Linked DNA regions of Lactuca sativa: region 2 is linked to region 1. Evidence: chromatin contacts called from public Hi-C data. All regions are on one chromosome and are shown on one strand. The core of a region is the stretch at or near the end of the contact, and the rest is flanking DNA. Distances in the headings are between cores, read along the strand shown.

Region 1 (3,228 bases), core at 472-2,971:
GACAGCCCTTTATATTTATTTTTATTTTTCCTTTGGACCATGATCGAGTTAAAAGCCTAATATACAATTATTAGTTTCATTTAACATTTATTTTTATTACTTATTAATTATTTATAGAATTGATATATTTATAATAAATAATAACACAAATTGTATAAATAATTAATAAATAATAAAAATAATGTTAAATGAAAATAGTAAGGATATATTAGTCTTTTAACTCAATCAGGGTCCAAAATCGAAGCAAATCTAAACTAAAGGGACCGTCCGAGTTAAAAAAAAAAATTAAAGACTAAATATGTAAGTTATCCCAAAACTATAAATGTGATGTTTTTTAAACAGAACATGTATATTTTTTAAACATATGTCTTAGTTTGATGGTGTTTTTTGAACATGTAAAGCTTGAATGTTTTTTGCAAACATGTAATACTTGATTGTTTTTTTCGAACGAACTTGAATGTTTTTTTCGAACATGTAATACTTGAATGTTTTTTTTCGAACGAACTTGAATGTTTTTTTCGAACCAATTTGAAACTTGAATGGTCTCTTAAGTCATTTTCCCTAAAAATTACAAATATATATCTCTAACTAATTTTTTTATGGCTAATACCGCTAGAAGGTCGTCACCCTCCAAATCATCAGTCTTCGTTTCAAGAATATCTAAATACACTTTCTGTTTTTTAAATGCTACCTTTTCTATCAATATCGCGATTTTTTCTTTTTGCAAAGAAAGATGTTGGTCCATTATGTCAAACAATCGCTGGTATTTATTCTCCGGCGAGTTATTTAACAATGATGGAACCATTTTCGCTTTATCCATTCCAACAAAGTGTCGAGGTTGTTCAGATTCAAACTCCACATCTTTGTCATTAAGATTGGTTTGAGAACAAGCATCTGATGTTTGTGGGTAATCATTGGATGTCTTTGACCTTTTTGACCCTCTTTTTTCAGTCGACATGGGTAGAAACCTAGAAAATGTGCAATACAAAATATGTTGGTTTTTTGGTATTTAAAGATTGGATTTTAGAAAAATGATTATAAATTTAAAATAATACATGTGTTATCCAAAATATATGCCTCAGAGATCTTGGTGGATAATGAATCATCAAATGAGCAAAGACTCATCAAGAGTAGCAAATATCTTTCTTACATCACTGGCATCTATTGATCTAAACAAGCAACATATCACTAACTCAATTTTCAAAATTCGATGCTAAAAGCATATTTTACTAAAAAAAACTATTCAACAATTAAGAGGAATAACTTTAAATCAACAAAACTGAATAAACTCAAATCGTCTTAAATTGATTTTTCAAAAGAAAAAACTAGACAAAAATTTGAGAAATCGATAATGAGTCAGAAGTAGCTGGTTGTATGATCACTTGTTCTCCTGAGGAGAAAATCATTGACAATCCGTCAAATTTTTCGTCATACTCATTGACATAATCTACCATTTATGAAGAAAAATAAAGTATAAAAACGAAACAAAATATATGAATCTGTTCAGATTGCGATTGATTTCATACACAGAAATGACAAATCGGAATACTGAAATTCAATAAAAACAAACAACCTGGTTATGATGTAAACTGGAAACCCCAGACGAGTTGCCGATGAAGTCGACGGCGTGTGGTATATATAGCGATCATGAAATGGTATGGAAGCCCTAGTTGCTGCGACGTGGAGCAGGCCGCCGTTAATTTTTCCATTTTCGCAATCTTTTATGGGCCTCAATTTAAACTTCGAATTTGTACATAATGGCCCATGACATTGAATTTTAAATTGTTTTTCGGCTTGTTTAATAAGATTAACACTTTTTTAAGAGGGTGTTTGACTTAGCTTTTGTAGGGCAAAAGTCTTTTTTGTAAAAGGACTTTTTGGAAAAGTTATTTTTTAAAATTTGTTTGGATTAGCTTTTGAAGAGAAAAGTCAAAAGTTAAAGTGTTTGGTTTAACTTTTATATGTAAAATGACAAAAAAGGACATGTTTACATATTTACATTAATTTACTACTTTATATATATTATTTTATACTTAAAATTTTTTTAAACACATATTATAATTTTATAAACATTTTATTAGAAAATATAAAATATAAATTTCTTTTAAAATATTTCTAATTTTTTAGATTATACCATGAAAATATTAAAATTAGTACGTTCATACAAATTGTAAATAATTCATAAGAGGACTTTTTATATTAGACCATGACAATATTAGAATTACGTTCATACAAATGTAAAATATAAATTACGTTCATACAAATTAAAATATTTCTAATTTTTTGGATTAGACCATGACAATATTAAAATTACGTTCACACAAATTGTAAATAATTCATAAACAATATCATAGACAATATTACATTCATCTACGTAATGTGATTATATCTTGTGCAATAATATCCCGTCTCGCTGCCATATATAAATCATCATTGCTCGTGCGACGTGTACTTGGACCTTCTTCATAAACATCACTGCCGGTATCACCTCGTACGGGATTGTAGTGTTGTTTTCATCCATTATCTGTGAATACATATAGTATTAACATTTAAGCAACAAACCAATTTCATTAACCCTTCTAAATGATTTCATTATTTTATCAAAATTCTAATCAAAATAGAAAAAATAGATTATCACAACATATCAATTTCACAAAACAGTCATCTGTTAACACAAATATAATCCATGAACAAAAAATTTCATCAGCTTCATATTTCATCAATTTCATTAATTGTTAATTCATTTTTCATCAAGTTCACAAAATAATCACTATTTCACAGCATATTTCAGAAATCAGGAAGAACAAATCACTATTTTAGATGCTAGAGAGAAGAAGATTTTAAGCCGATACCAAACTTTTAACTGAACAATATTAATCTTGGATTTAAATATAACTTTATTGTACATAATTATATATAAGAAATTGGTTTTTGTAAGTTCTATTTGGTCTAAGATCGCTTAAACCTATTTTGGCACACCAATATTTTCAACAAAGAGAAACTTGTATAGAGAAACTTGTATTGTTTGTAATGTGGATGAAGTATATAAATAAGTGATCTCACAAACGACATTTAAGATGGTATTTAAATATGTTTATTTTGCAACAAAATGATGTACAACATGATCCCATATAAGATGGTAAAAACTAAAAACCCTTTAATATTTCTTGTAATTTATTGCTAACTTGAAAAGTAATTCATTTTTGTTTTTTAATCAAAATAATTTTA
Region 2 (2,825 bases), core at 119-2,618, 130 kb after region 1:
TTCCTAAAAAACCCTAAATCGAGATGTCTCCTTGTCCATTTTGTATGGGAGAAGAAGGATAAAGCCTCATATTAGTTCTGCAAAGGAAATCAATAGTGTTCATGTTTGAAATCTGCAAAGGAAATCAATTGTGTTCATGTTTGAAATCTTCAAAGGAAATCAATTATCTTGAAAAGAAGCTCGAAATCTGAAATGAAGCTTTGAATTTGAAGCCTGAAATTTGCATGTTTTCATGTTCCTGATCATAATACCCCCCCCCCCCCCCCCCCCCACACACACACACACACAAAAAAAGGCTGAAAAAGGTGTGTCCTTCAAGAAATTCATTCGTCGGGAAAACCATGTTTAGCCGGAGAAGATGACCGGAAAATTCATATTTGGTCGGAAAATCGTATTTGGCCGGAAATGATGTCGGAAACAGGCAAAACCCACTATACCCGGTCATATTGGTATTCTTTTTACAGTTTCAACAACTTCAATGGTATATTAAGCATACAAATAAATTTAGTGACTAAATGTATAAAAAAACCAAAATTAATTACCCATACAAGTCATTATTTGAATGACCAACTTTAACGCCTTGTTCCCGAGTTCTACTTAAGGAGAGAAATGGGAGGATACTGAGGGAAAGTGAGGGGTGTCGAAAGAAAATCGTGTTCTCGAGTTTCATTAATGGAAGGAAAGTGAGGGGAGGGGAAGGATTTTGAAGTCATATTTTCCTCCCAAATTGGGCGGATTTGGGAAGAAAGTGAGGGGAAGAAAAATTTTAAGTTTTATTTTCTTTTTCCTTCTAACTCGGGAACACAAAAACTAAAAATTTTCCTCTCCTTTCCTTTCATTTCCTTCGAACTCGGGAACACAAAATACTGAATATTTTCCTTCACCTCCCTTTCTTTCAGTCAAAATTTTTCTTCCCTTTCTTTTAATGAATTTACAAAAAAAACTCGGGAACAAGGCGTAAGAACTAATTTAAAGGTGTTCCGTTCAAAAACTTATTCTGTGTTAGTGCATGTTCAAATGTTTAACATAAATTAAAGAAGCAAATTAACAAGATCTAAACTACCAACAAAATGATTATGGGCGGTTTTTAAGGTGCACATGTGCAATGTTTTAGAATGACATGACATATTTCACTTTATGCATTATAAATGTGCACGAATGAAGTCTATCATCAGAATGTTAAAGAAATCAGAATATTTATCCTGGAATAAATTTTCACAATGACAATAAAAGCAAAAAATAAAATAAAAATCAACATGATGCATTGATGTATTGTCATTTTCATATGTAATAAAAGGAAATAAAATATTTACGAGGCAAAAATGTAATAATGGTACTTTAGGGGCCAAATATGCCATTTCAAATTAGTAACTAAGCCACGGATTATTCTTCGCCGTGTTTATATCTCCCACTGAATGTCATCATCTTCATCGTCATTAATCCCTTCTTCGCAATCACAATCACAATCTCGCCTCATAATCCACGCCTCACGTTTTCTAGCTCAAATTCCGCTGATTCCGATCGTCCTCTCGTATCTCGATTCAGTTAGCGATTGGTTTGTATGGTGGTTTTTTCATCCCCTTGCCCTTTTGGTCAATCATTTCACCGATGATGGCGAATTGTTATCTAATCGATTTGCGTTCATATTCGGCTCTGTTCTTTGAAGATTGGCCTGTTCTTCGTTGATTGGTTTGGCGTCTGCCCGTTATAGATCTCCATTTGATTAGTCAAATTAGGTGAACTTGTAAATCTCGAGGTAGATTGGAAATTCTTTATTGGCGCACTAGTACGGATTTGAGATTGATCGAGATTGAAGATATAAATTGCTAAGATAAAAATAAATAGGGATCGGAATCCGAATGGCTATGAGATTACCAATGGTTGATTGCCGTAGCTTGATTGAATTTTGCCGAGCCTTCGAACAGCACAAAAATATGACACCGACGATGAATAACAACAACAATCACTCTCGGAACAATAGGAAGTATGGTTCCAATTCCAATTCTAATTCCAATTCCAGCTCCAATTCAATAAACCCTTTGTATCATCCGTTTTGCGAGCGATCCCCCTTTGCAGCGCTCGATATTCTTATGCTGATTCTCGTATTAGGATCACTCGGATTCCTAATCATACCATACATGAATACAATCTATCATGAAGCAATTGAGATTCTCCCATTGGTTTTTGAAGTGATCGGAGATATAATATCAGATGCACCAATTGCATATGTTGTTGGTTTGGTTGCAGCTTTCAGCGGAGTGATAGCTAGTATTGCCGCTTGGGAAATTCTCGAAGTAAAATCAAGGAAATGTGGAAAGCCAGATTGTAAAGGGTTGCGTAAAGCTGTTGAGTTTGATATCCAGCTTGAGTCTGAAGAGTGTGTCAAGTATTCATCATCAGGAAGAACAACAGATTATGGCGTGAAGCCATTGGAACTAGGAAAAGATCACAAGGAGCTGGAAGCCGAGTTGAAGAAGATGGCACCTCTTAATGGTCGAACTGTTCTTATTTTCAGAGCACCATGTGGATGTCCAGCCGGAAGATTGGAGGTATGGGGTGCTAAAAGAATCCGTAGAATCAAGAAATGATTTTCTTTTTTTTTAATCTTATGCTAGATTTCTCTTTAGATAGAATAAACATGAGCTGATATTATTATTTAAGTCTCCTTGTTCACCTACATACATAATAACAGATCCCTGAAATCTGCATCTTTTACTTGTTATACTTATCAAATTTGATGAAAAAAAGTAAGAACCTTTGATGTTTATATTCAGGATTCAGGATCATCTACCTTGAAACTATTGACATGTATAACTTTATGGTTA

Evidence for each region. A called contact is a pair of places that touch in the nucleus more often than the background predicts.
Region 2: a contact with region 1 is called in a Hi-C map of leaf, with 5 times the contacts expected there. The contact joins the promoter of LOC111889953 here to the promoter of LOC111890052 in region 1. A contact is called at or near these places in 2 of 4 Hi-C or Micro-C datasets (bud and leaf).

What each region holds. Positions count from the first base shown.
Region 1 is chr6:80,773,769-80,776,996 of Lsat_Salinas_v11, forward strand. LOC111890052 reads right to left here and starts at 1,722. Exons shown (of 2, transcript XM_042895795.1): 1 at 1,574-1,722; 2 at 479-968. The coding sequence starts at 958. The coding sequence ends at 569. LOC111890088 (small nucleolar RNA SNORD24) reads right to left here and starts at 1,160; the gene lies at 1,075-1,160. LOC111890102 (small nucleolar RNA R12) reads right to left here and starts at 1,438; the gene lies at 1,352-1,438.
Region 2 is chr6:80,904,010-80,906,834 of Lsat_Salinas_v11, forward strand. LOC111889953 reads left to right here and starts at 1,369. Exons shown (of 1, transcript XM_023886107.3): 1 at 1,369-2,767. The coding sequence starts at 1,860. The coding sequence ends at 2,588.